2 separate regions of the Mus musculus genome follow, and region 2 is linked to region 1. Evidence: chromatin contacts called from public promoter capture Hi-C data. All regions are on one chromosome and are shown on one strand. Each heading gives the region's core, a stretch centred on a gene start, on an enhancer-like site or on the middle of the called end of the contact. The rest is flanking DNA. Distances are from core to core; before and after follow the strand shown.

Region 1 (6,134 bases), core at 1,216-3,715:
AGCACAATCTGTTGCTTGAGAGAACAGAGGACAACTTTCTGGAGCTGGCTCTCTCCGTCAACCCATGGATTCCAGCATTTTGAAGCTTGCAATGCAAGACACTTTCTTTACCTGCTGCACAATTCTGGTTCTATATGCTTTTTAAACACAGTATTGGTAATGCACTGTTTATACTGGCAGGTAGCTGAACAGGGATTAGTAGTCTTAGAGACCATTAATGATGTCCCTCCTCCCTCCTGGTAGGGCTTGGGCATTATATAGTAATGTCTCCTTCCTTAAGAATTAATCCAATAGTCCATGTATGGTAGCAAAGACCTTTAATGCCAGCACTCGGGAGGCAGAGACAGCTGCAAGGACAGCCCAGTCTACAAAGTGAGCAGGACTCACTCCAGGACATGGAGAGATACAGAGAAACCCTGTCTCAAAAAAACACCAAGAACAAAACAAAGAGAGAACGAGAGAAGGGGCAGGTGCGGTGGGGGTTAAGAGAAAAAGAAAAATTGTGATTGACCCTGTCAATCACCAGGCCAGGAGTCCACCACCATCCCACCTCCAAAAGAAAAATTGTGATTGACCCTGTCAATCACCAGGCCAGGAGTCTACCACCACCCCACCTCCAAAAGAGATGGTTCACCTGAAGACATGTCAAGGAGATAACATATATCAGGGACGGTGACTATCCTCTTAATGAAATGAACTTCAACTCCCCAAAGCCCATACGATGCCATTTTCACTGATAAGCTTGCCTATGTTTTGAGTTCTAAATCCAGAAAGCATAATTTTTCCTTCTCTTTCTTTCTACATCTTTTTCTAAACCCCCCCTCCCCCAAAAAAGGCCATCCTGACATTCTGGACTTCACTCTCCCCGCTCCTGCTATGCAACTTACAGAACATTCCATCTCTGCTTTCTTGGACCCTAACTCAAACACCACAACATTCCCTCTTGCTTTCTCTACCTCCCTCTTCTCCACTGCTGCAGCATTTGCAACATATCTGCCCTGTTATTTTCCCTCAAACACTAATAAGATGGTCCCACAAGCTTCCAAGAGCATTTTTAAGTTCTTATTAGCAAAACTAAGACTCCCAAGAGGGAACACAAATCACCCCAATAACAACTTTAGGATTTCCACTTAATCAAATATATTTTTCATACCATCAAATATTCTCTCAAAGTCCAAAGGCGTCATGCTCCACCACACATATACACAGCAGGCCATGATAGTCTGACTGCCAGGTAGTGGGGTCATGAAGTGATGACACCAAAGCTCATGCAGTCCGTATTAAAATGACTATTTTGATGTTTCAATAATAATCTTTTAATTTGAACAGTATTGAAAAGTAGTACTATTTAAGTGTCATTTGTTAACTCTGAGCTAACCATCTCAAAGGAAAATGTATCAAATACACATCAAAAGCTACACCTGTCTGGCTGTGGGCAGTGGGAACTCGCAAGTGTTCAGAGTGCCATTTTCCCACACCTGTGAATAAGGAACTGCTTCCCAAGACCCGCCTAGCTCTAATTTCCCAGTGTCCCATTGGCTATCACAGTGGAGTCTCCTCTGCACAGAGGAGACTCCACTCAATATGTCTATTACTTTGGTCACAACTTGTACTGTCCCCTCCGACAATTTTTCTCTTCCTTGGAGAAGAAAACAATGGAGGAGAAAACATTTTAGGAAGTGTTCACATTCTCTGTTAAACAATAAAAACAAAGAAAATGCACAGCGCTAACTAAAGGAGTGACAATAAAAGACTGAAGAGTTTAAGCACTCAGCAGTTATGTCTGATACAAAAGTCATCGTTCAGGGCTGGAGAGATGGCTCAGAGGTTAAGAGCACCAGCTGCTCTTCTGAAGGTACTGAGTTTAAATACCAGCAACCACTCCGTAATGAGATCTGACACCCTCTTCTGGTGCATCTGAAGACAGCTACAGTGTGCTTAGATATAATAATAAATAAACCTTTATTTAAAAGAAAGAAAGAAAGAAAGAAAGAAAGAAAGAAAGAAAGAAAGAAAGAAAGAAAGAAAGAAAGAACACAAGAAAGAAAGAGAGAGAGAAAGAAAAGAAAAAGAAAGTCATCACTCCCTCACAAGTCACAAAATGCTGACTTACTCTTCAGCATTTTCTCTAGTGTGCGCCTATGGGCACAGTGAGGTAGGAAACAACGCTCCTGCTCACACATTCTCACCTGAAAGGATTTGGGAAATCTTGCAATCCTTCCAAAATTAAGACCTGGGGACTGAATTCATTTGCTATAGAGGGTCCAGACAACATGCAGGTATCTCCGGGCTGCTTGGGGATGTCTTACAGAGGGTTAAGTGTTAACAAGCCAAAGTAGGTGGCAAGTAGACAGATGGCAGACAGATGTAGCTGGGTGGGAGGAGAAGAGAATGAGCACTGACTCACTTTCCTTCCCCCTTAGCACCCTGGAAGGAGGAGTCAATTACTGCTCCTAGCTGCTCCTTTTCTGCAAAAAAGGAGACAAAGCCTACCCGGTCCTGGTGCAAAAGAGAATGTAGTCCAAAGAACACAGTGTTTGAAGAGATAAACAAAGAACACTTCACAAGCCCAGACAGCTACTGTCCCTGGCATCATGGACTAAGGCTACTTTGAGTTTGGTGGCAACTGTACCAGAGGAAACTTTTTCTTTCTGATATAGGAAAATAGTTAAGAATTATCAAGGAATGCAAAGACTAGGTTGTTTCACTACTGGCTTGCCAAAAACATCAAATTAACTTGGTATTTGATGATAATACAAACTGTATGTTATTTAAGATTTATTTTTGTTTGTGTGTATGTATCTGTTTATCTGCCATGAGGTACCTAGAGGACACTGGATTCCGTGGAGTTGGAATTACAGACAGTAACAAGTAGATTATTTATTATTATTATTTGTTTTATTATCATCAAAAAGTACACAGAGAGATACACTTAACCACAAAGAGAAAAGAAATCCAAACTATTTCACAGAAGAGCAATATTGCAGTTTGATAAATTACCCTAAGCATAAATAATACAAAAAGCTGGAACCGTGAAAAGATTTAAAATGTGTTCAGGAAAAAAACAAAAAACAAGTATACTCGACTCTGAGTCCTTCCTTTCACCTTAATGTAACAAGAGCTTTTTATATATGGCACATGAATTCTTTGTTGCTGAACTGTCATGACAATATCAATAAAGTGTGATTAAATAAAAAATAATCATTATTGACATTTGAAGCTGCTCTCTTGACCTTTGAAATCAACTGCAAAGCTATGAACCATTTACTTCTCTGTTTGTACAAACCAAAAGAACACTTTAACATCTGTGAAAAGCAGATCAAAAAGAAATAATCACAAAGAGGAAAAAAATATAACTGGGACTGGAGAGAGGTCTTGGAGGTTACAGGCATTGGCTGCTTTTCCTGAGGACTATGTTCGGTTCTCAGCACTCACACGATGGCTCACAAGCATCTCTAACGACAGTTCTAGCATGTCTGACACGCTCTTCTGGCCTCTGCAGGCACACACCCACAGGCAAACACCCTTACATATGTACTAAATGTCTTAAGCACAACTGTCTAGCTTCCCATCTCTCCAGCTGAATCTACTACCTCACGGTCACACTAACAGAATCAACCAGCACCAGCATATTGGATTTCTCTTCAAATCATTGCAAAAATAAAAGCCACAAAAAGTGGTATTGGGAAATGAAATGATTTGTGATGCTGCTTATAATACAACAAAATACCTTTTGTTAAAAGTCATTCAAGGGGGTGGGGACTAGAGAGATGGCTCAGTGGTTAAGAGCACTGGCTGCTCTTCCAAAGGTCCTGAGTTCAATTCTCAGCAACTATAGGATAGCTCACAACCATAGGTAATGGGATCCTATGCCCTCTTCTGGCGCGTCTGAAGAGAGCAAGAGTGTACTCATATACATGAATAAATCTTTAAAAAAAAAAGAAGTCAGTCAAGGATGAGTGTAGTACCTTCTATGCTACAGGGAAAGCCTTTAATCTTCCTGGTGTGGGGAAAAGATAAAGTAATGCCCTAATACTATGGCTATTTTTACATTTTTATGTGTGGCTATACAGGGGACAAACAGGAAATGAGCTGTGAATCAGGTAAATGGGAAGAACCTAATACAAATGAGAAGCTGTTCTCTAAATCAAAAGGAGTCTGGCATAGTCGTACCCAAAAGCAAAGGGTAGAAAAGCTATAGAGACATGTTTCAAGGAGAGCCTGGAGCAAGGGCATGCTACCTCATTCTACCAGGGATTACACTAGTGGCTCTCATGCTATGGATTGTAACCCCTTTGGCAAACCTCTATCTCCGAAAGTATTTCCATTATGATTCATAACAGTAGCAAAATTATAATTATGAAATAGCAATGGAAATAACTTTATGGCTGGGGTCACCACAATAATGAGGAATTATATTAAAGGGTCACAGCATTAGGAAGGTTGAGAACCACTGGATTCGCCAAAGTGAAAATGCACTATCTCCTACATTAATGTCAACTAGTAGTTACTGTTTAGCCGACGGCACTGAAGATACTGCAGGTGGCAAAGGGCTTTGCTTACTGGATAGGGCAGCAGACTTGGTAAGCCTTCCAAATACCAAACTTCCACAATGCACCAAAACCCGTAAGGTTCCCCTCCAACCTCCCCTATCATTAAGTGTATGAACAACTGTTTCTGCTACTGGCATAGGTAAATTCCTGGCAAATTCTAGTCACACAAATCAGCCAAAGCACATCTCCAAGGACTGGAGCCCAGGCCCTCGGCTAGCTTCTTACTGAGGTGTTCAACCACAGCCCTCAAGTCGTGGCATGTTTAACAAGATACAGTTGCACCTGCTTGCCGTCAGGCAGATCAGCAGGAGTGTGAGGCCAGCCTGGGCCATGTGTCTCCTTTCTATCCTCCACACCTTGACTAAGTTCCACCTAATCCAGGATAGCTCCAACTCTACACAGCCAAGGATTGCCATAGGATCCTGATTCTCCTGACTCCACCTCTTAAGTGTGTGCTCCTACCTTTAACTTTGTAGCAATCTTCTTTGTTCTCCCAATGCTGAGATTACAGGGAGAAACCATCCCTGACTAAAACAGCATGTTTCAAGACAGCAACTTAAAAACTTGATATCCAACATCATTGCTGCAAACTAGTTGTCCTTTTTAGCAGCTGCTTGGTCCAGAATAGAAATGCATTATATGCCTACAGTTCATAAGGTAGGTTTTTCTCTAAGAACAATGAATATTCACAATTTCTTCCAGTACAAACATTTTCTTCCAAACTGGGAAGACTCCTTATGAGAAATACACGTGACTTCATTCTGCCAGAAAGATAATTTAAGCAGCTGTGTGGGTTTTTTTTTGTTGTTGTTGTTGTTGAGGTTTTTTTTTTTTTAATTAGGTATTTTCCTCGTTTACATTTTCAATGCTATCCCAAAAGTCCCCCATACCCACCCCCCCAACCCCCTACCCACCCACTCCCCCTTTTTGGCTCTGGCGTTCCCCTGTACTGGGGCATATAAAGTTTGCAAGTCCAATGGGCCTCTCTTTCCAGTGATGGCTGACTAGGCCATCTTTTGATACATATGCAGCTAGAGTCAAGAGCTCCGGGGTACTGGTTAGTTCATATTGTTGTTACACCTATAGGGTTACAGTTCCCTTTAGCTCCTTGGGTAATTTCTCTAGCTCCTCCATTGGGGGCCCTGTGATCCATCCAATAGCTGACTGTGAGCATCCACTTCTGTGTTTGCTAGGCCCCGGCATAGTCTCACAAGAGAGAGCTATATCTGGGTCCTTTCAGCAAAATCTTGCTAGTGTATGCAATGGTGTCAGCTTTTGGAAGCTGATTATGGGATGGATCCCTGCATATGGCAGTCTCTAGATGGTCCATCCTTTCGTCACAGCTCCAAACTTTGTCTCTGTAACTCCTTCCATGGGTGTTTTGTTCTTTTTATTGTTGTTGTTGTTCATTGTTGGGTGGGGTTTGCTACCTTTTTTTTTTTTTGTCTCCAACACACAGTATGGGACATCTGTTCTCACTCAACCTGTGGGTCGTAACCACTTTGGTATACCTCTATCTCCAAAAATATTTACATTATAATTTATGACAGTAGCAAAATTACAGTTATAAAGTAGCAAAGA
Region 2 (6,134 bases), core at 2,482-4,981, 2.6 Mb before region 1:
GAAAACCTGCCCCCAGTGACTTACTTGCTCCAGCAAGGCTGCACCACCAACTGGGGACCCAGTGTTCCAGTATCTAAACCCACTGGGGAAACTTCATTCAAACCATTACACTGACTTAGTCTGACTTGACTACAAAATCTTTCCTTCAACTTGATGCTGCTAACCTCCATCCGTTAAAGCATACTTGAGTGGGAAAGTGCAGTTGTCTGTGGAGAAAGTGCTGTTGTCCCTGTGTTGTAATTTTCTTGATTGAGGCTCCATTTGAAGGACTTTCTGAATGCCCTATTGAGACTCAGTTCTGATGCTGTAAATACACAAACTCCACATTAACTTGCTGTTTGCCAAAATACACATCCCCCAGAAGACTGCCTTAGACTTAATTTTTGTTATATCATATTTTGATATATTCACATGTTAGAGAACTATAAAATGATTTACATTAGCAACAAATAGTTCTAAAATGTATTTTGAATTATACTTTGCCTTTATCCATTAAGATATCTCCTATGCAAGTATGAATATGAAGTACATTTTGTTATGATTTTTTTTTTTTTTGATTTTTCGAGACAGGGTTTCTCTGTGTAGCTCTGGCTGTCCTGGAACTCACTCTGTAGATCAGGCTGGCCTCGAACTCAGAAATCCACCTGCCTCTGCCTCCCAAGTGCTGGGATTAAAGGCGTGTGCCACCACGCCCGGCTGTTATGATTTTTAAGTATCACAAAATTAGAACGAGTTATACTGTTTAAGGAACAGAGCTAATTGGAGGGAAGGAAAAAGGAAGGGCAGAGGAGGGAGAAGGAGAGAGAGACTAAGACCTTTGAGAAAAATGCAAGGTTATTACTAGAATTAAGTTGTAACTGTTAAGTGACCTCTTAATCCTTATTTTCCTTCCTAACAAACGTATACATTGTGTACTATGTAAAAAGAAAGAGAGAGGAGGAAGAGGAAAAGAAATACAAATGCAATCACAAACAGCCCTGGGGCACTGGTTACTTAGGCTGGCTATTTAAATTCATATTGATTTGAACTGTAAAATGTTAGGTTTATGTCCATTAAGACTCAACTTCAAGCCAGGCACGATGGTACAAGCCTTTAATCCCAGCAATTGAGAGATAGAGGCAGACAGACCTCATGAGTTCTATGCCAGACTTGTCCACACAGTGAATTCCAAGCTAGTTATGATTATATAGTGACAGCCTGTCTTGGGAAGGAAAGAGCTTCAACTTCAGCCATATATTGTATCTGTAATCCCAGCACCTATAAGGAAGATTGAGTTTGAGGCCAGCCTGAGCTAGAGGTCAAAACTGATAGCCTGTGCTACACAGAGAGACCCTGTCTAGCAAAACAAAATAAGACAAAAACAAAACAAAAAACCTCCTCTGTGCCTATGGCTCAGGCCTGTAATTGCAGCTAGTCCAGAGGCATAGACAGGAGGATGGAAAATCAGGGGTCTATCTGGGCTATAGAGTGAGTTCTAGACCAGCCTAAGAAACTTGGGCCTTGTCTCAAAACAAAGATTAAAAAGAAGCCTGGGATCACAACTCAGCTGTAAAGTTCATTTCTAGCATCCATGAGACCCTAGGTTCAATCTTCAACATTACAAATTAAAAACAAATACAGCTTTGGAACAATTTCTATTACATTTGCTTTTAACCCTAATTATGTTACTAATGAGGACTCAGACACTGAATAAAGTACTTAACTTACTGTTGCTCAGTTTCTTCATCTCCAAAATAGAACTGGTTATGATGGTACCTGTTTCAATATTTTAATGTTAACTAAATACACAGGAAAGATGCTAATGTACAGTTGGTGGTAAGTAAATACACAGGAAAGATGCTAATGTACAGTTGGTGGTAAGTAGGCGTTAGTAGCTACTACTACTACTGTTATTATTAAACAATTTTGATCCCTTTAAAAACAACAATAAGCATACTAAAGTGGAGAGGTGAAAGCCTGTATGGCCCCAACCCTGCACAAAGAACTCTAAGCAGTGAAGGAATGTTGAGAGGAGAGGAAGCAGTCTTACCTAGGGAAGAGCACACCAGTAACTTATCCCATACCAAATAATCAACCTTGAAAACATGCATGCAAATAACAGTATACAGACTGAACAGGTTGTACTTATGTATTTAGAAATACATGACTATGTCATAGTAAGCAATGAAAAAGCTATTATTTTTACATTACTTTTAATTAAAATAATAATCAGATAACTTCAACTTCTGTCCACTTCTGTCAAGTGGACAGAAATAAACATAGAGCCTAATTATCCTGAATTTCAGAGAAAAGAGTGTGTTTAACACAAAGAACAGTTATAGATCTACACACACACACACACACACACACACACACACATACAGTTTGAAAAATGCATCAGTTGAGACCACGAATTTGAAAGAGAGCAAGGAGGGGCATATATGAGGGTTAGGAAGGAGGAATGGGAAGGGACATATAATTATATTATAGTCTAAAAAATAGAGTGAAGTGAAAATCTCCTATATATTATGCAGGCTGGGATTATATCTCAGTTAGTAGAATGCCTGCCTATCATGCATGAAGCTCCAAGTTCAGCCCTTAACACTGCATAACCTAGGTGTAGTGGTATGTACCTCTGACCCTGGCATTTGGGAGGTGGAGGCAGAAGACAGAAAGTTCAAGGTCAATTCTCTACTATAGGGAGTTTGAGGTCTGCCTGGGCTAAAAAAGTAAAACTGTATACTATATATGCATAGAAAAACCTTAATAATTGTGATCTCTAACTGCTAACAGACAACGTTAACTTTCTTTTAAACTTATTTTTTAAACATTTGATGACAAGCAATTTCCTTAACACTTAAAAAAGAAGACAGGTTGGTGGCAAACATCTTTAGTCCCATCACTCAGGAGATAGAGGCAGGTGGATCTCTGTGGATTTGAGGCCACCCTCGTCTATTTAGTGAATTCTACACAAACAAACAAACAAATAAACAAATAAACAGACAGACAGACAGACATACAAAAAGACAAATATAATAACAGGATGTTTTCTTTAAAAGTGTTCTTACAAGTTGGCGATCAGTAATTCTCAAACTGTGACCTTTCATCATTAACCTACCAGCTTATAACTACGAATAAGATAGAAGCTCAGTTACGGCACTTGCTAGCTAAGTGGTAATTTTAAAAAAATGACATCGTATTTGAAAAATTAATATACTTAAAAAAAAAAGTAGCCTCATAGAAAACTCCTTCCATGTTCTTAGGACCTTTAACCCGGACTTCCTAGCAGTGGTGGTGGACTTTAGACCCTCTTCCACACCAATCCTTTGCACTTTTGTTTTCCCCAAGCACACTCCTTTCTGCGCAAGGGGAAAGTGCAGGGGGACACTACCCACAGCAGCCTAGGAATGTGATTTCTCTGACTCTTTCTCGTGGGCCATAGAATGGGGGACAAACTACAAAAGAGATCCAGTTAAAAATACAACTACCGACAAGCTCCGCGAATCATCGACTTCCTTTCTGCCCCCACCTTCCGAGTGCCTTCCTCTTCCTCCTCCCCGCGTGCGTCGAGTCGCTTTGCATCACGGTATTTGAAGTTCTTTCTGGACGGAAGCGCCTAGCACTCCTTCGCGAGAGAGGAGCCGGAAGACTCTGGTTCCCAGAGGGCAGAGCAGAAGCTACGCCTGCGCAGTCTCAGTGAGGGCGTGTATGTCTGTGTCTGAGGGAGAGAGCGAGAGTGAGTGAGTGTGAGTGCGGGGTGGGGTGGTGGCCGTTACGTTCGGGGCAACGGCTAAGGCAGTGGAGAAGTGAGAAGAGAAACAACGTCCGGCGCTTCCGCCTTCGCCTAGGAGGAGGAGGAACTGGTAGGAAAAGGAAAGCCATTCGCCCTGGGCCTGGACTAGACCTCGTCGGGCCGGCGGAGGTCTGGCTATGTGCCTTTGAGGGTCGCTTGGGACGCCGAGCGAGAGCCGAGAGCGATGTCTCAGCCGCCGCCGCCTCCTCCGCTGCCGCCGCCGCCGCCTCCCCCTGAGGCTCCGCAGACTTCGTCGTCTCTGGCGGCGGCGGCTTCTCCGGGGGGCCTTTCGAAACGAAGGGACCGAAGAATCCTTTCCGGGAGTTGCCCGGATCCCAAGTGCCAGGCGCGCCTCTTCTTCCCGGCCTCGGGTTCTGTCAGCATCGAGTGTACCGAGTGCGGACAGCGGCACGAGCAGCAACAGCTGCTGGGAGTGGAGGAGGTGACCGACCCGGACGTAGTGCTGCACAATCTGCTGCGGAACGCGCTACTCGGAGTGACGGGGGCTCCCAAGAAGAACACGGAACTGGTAAAGGTGATGGGCCTCTCCAACTACCACTGCAAATTATTGTCGCCAATATTGGCACGCTATGGAATGGACAAACAAACGGGCCGGGCCAAGCTTCTCCGGGACATGAACCAAGGCGAACTGTTCGATTGCGCGTTACTTGGTGACCGGGCCTTCCTCATCGAACCAGAGCACGTCAACACAGTGGGCTATGGCAAGGACCGCTCCGGAAGCCTCCTGTATTTGCACGACACGCTCGAGGATATCAAACGGGCTAATAAAAGTCAAGAATGCCTCATCCCAGTGCATGTGGATGGGGATGGACACTGCCTAGTGCATGCTGTGTCTAGGGCTCTAGTAGGCCGAGAGCTCTTCTGGCATGCTCTGAGGGAGAATCTTAAGCAGCACTTTCAGCAGCACCTAGCCCGATATCAAGCCCTGTTTCATGACTTTATTGATGCTGCCGAGTGGGAGGACATTATCAATGAATGTGACCCTCTGTTTGTGCCACCTGAAGGTGTCCCCTTAGGCCTGAGGAATATCCACATATTCGGCCTTGCCAATGTGTTACATCGTCCCATAATTCTTTTAGATTCCCTCAGCGGCATGAGAAGCTCTGGTGATTATTCAGCCACCTTTCTACCTGGCCTCATACCTGCAGAGAAATGCACTGGGAGAGATGGTCATTTGAACAAGCCAATCTGTATTGCGTGGAGTAGCTCTGGTAGAAACCATTATATTCCCTTGGTAGGCATAAAGGGGGCTGCCCTGCCCAAACTACCCATGAATTTGTTACCTAAAGCATGGGGTGTGCCTCAGGACCTTATTAAAAAGTACATCAAGCTTGAGGAGGATGGTGGCTGTGTTATTGGAGGAGACAGAAGTTTGCAGGATAAGTACTTACTTAGGCTGGTTGCTGCTATGGAAGAAGTCTTTATGGACAAACATGGTATCCATCCTAGTTTGGTTGCTGATGTACATCAGTATTTCTACAGAAGGACTGGGGTGATAGGAGTTCAGCCTGAGGAAGTTACAGCAGCTGCTAAAAAGGCAGTAATGGACAATCGCCTTCACAAGTGTTTGCTTTGTGGTGCCCTTTCTGAACTTCATGTCCCTTCTGAGTGGTTGGCTCCAGGAGGGAAACTGTATAACTTGGCAAAAAGTACTCATGGGCAGTTGAGGCCTGACAAAAATTACAGCTTTCCCTTAAACAATTTGGTTTGTTCATATGATCCAGTAAAAGATGTTCTGCTACCAGACTATGGATTGAGTAATCTAACAGCTTGTAATTGGTGCCATGGCTCATCTGTGCGAAGAGTCAGAGGAGATGGCTCTATTGTGTATTTGGATGGAGACAGAACTAATTCTAGGTCTACTGGTGGCAAATGTGGTTGTGGATTCAAACATTTTTGGGAAGGTAAAGAGTATGACAATCTTCCAGAAGCTTTTCCTATCACTTTGGAGTGGGGAGGAAGAGTAGTCAGAGAAACAGTATATTGGTTTCAGTATGAAAGCGATCCATCTTTGAATAGTAATGTTTATGATGTTGCAATGAAACTTGTTACCAAGCACTTTCCAGGTGAATTTGGGAGTGAGATCCTAGTTCAGAAAGTTGTCCACACTATATTGCATCAGACTGCAAAAAAAAATCCGGACGATTACACTCCTGTAAATATAGATGGTGCTCATGCTCAGAGAGTTGGAGATGTGCAAGGACAAGAATTGGAGTCGCAGCTACCAACTAAAATTATTCTTACTGGACAGAAAACAAAAACTTTGCATAAGGAAGAATTAAACATGAGTAAAACTGAAAGAACTATTCAACAGAACATCACAGAACAAGCTTCTGTGATG

What was found. Promoter capture Hi-C pulls out the DNA fragments that hold promoters and counts their contacts.
Region 2: a contact with region 1 is called in a promoter capture Hi-C map of liver, with 5 times the contacts expected there. The contact joins the promoter of Vcpip1 here to the enhancer-like site in region 1. A contact is called at or near these places in 6 of 39 promoter capture datasets (the C10 cell line, cranial neural crest, hippocampal neurons and 3 more), 1 of 115 datasets of contacts at active chromatin or transcription factors (large pre-B cells) and 2 of 9 other capture datasets (adipose tissue and liver).

The regions. Positions count from the first base shown.
Region 1 is chr1:7,101,547-7,107,680 of GRCm38.p6, reverse strand. The region is part of intron 1 of Pcmtd1 (protein-L-isoaspartate (D-aspartate) O-methyltransferase domain containing 1); the gene reads right to left. Among named protein-coding and RNA genes, the nearest start is that of Pcmtd1, 16 kb to the right of the region's middle. Within about 2 kb of position 2,465, at least 67 of the 459 cell types and tissues checked have an H3K27ac peak or open chromatin away from gene starts, as enhancers often do. A contact at or near this core is called in adipose tissue, liver and second pharyngeal arch cranial neural crest, where this site is marked.
Region 2 is chr1:9,745,979-9,752,112 of GRCm38.p6, reverse strand. Vcpip1 (valosin containing protein (p97)/p47 complex interacting protein 1) reads left to right here and starts at 3,731. Exons shown (of 3, transcript NM_173443.3): 1 at 3,731-6,134. The coding sequence starts at 3,957. 1700034P13Rik (RIKEN cDNA 1700034P13 gene) reads right to left here and starts at 4,465. Exons shown (of 4, transcript NR_040462.1): 1 at 3,509-4,465.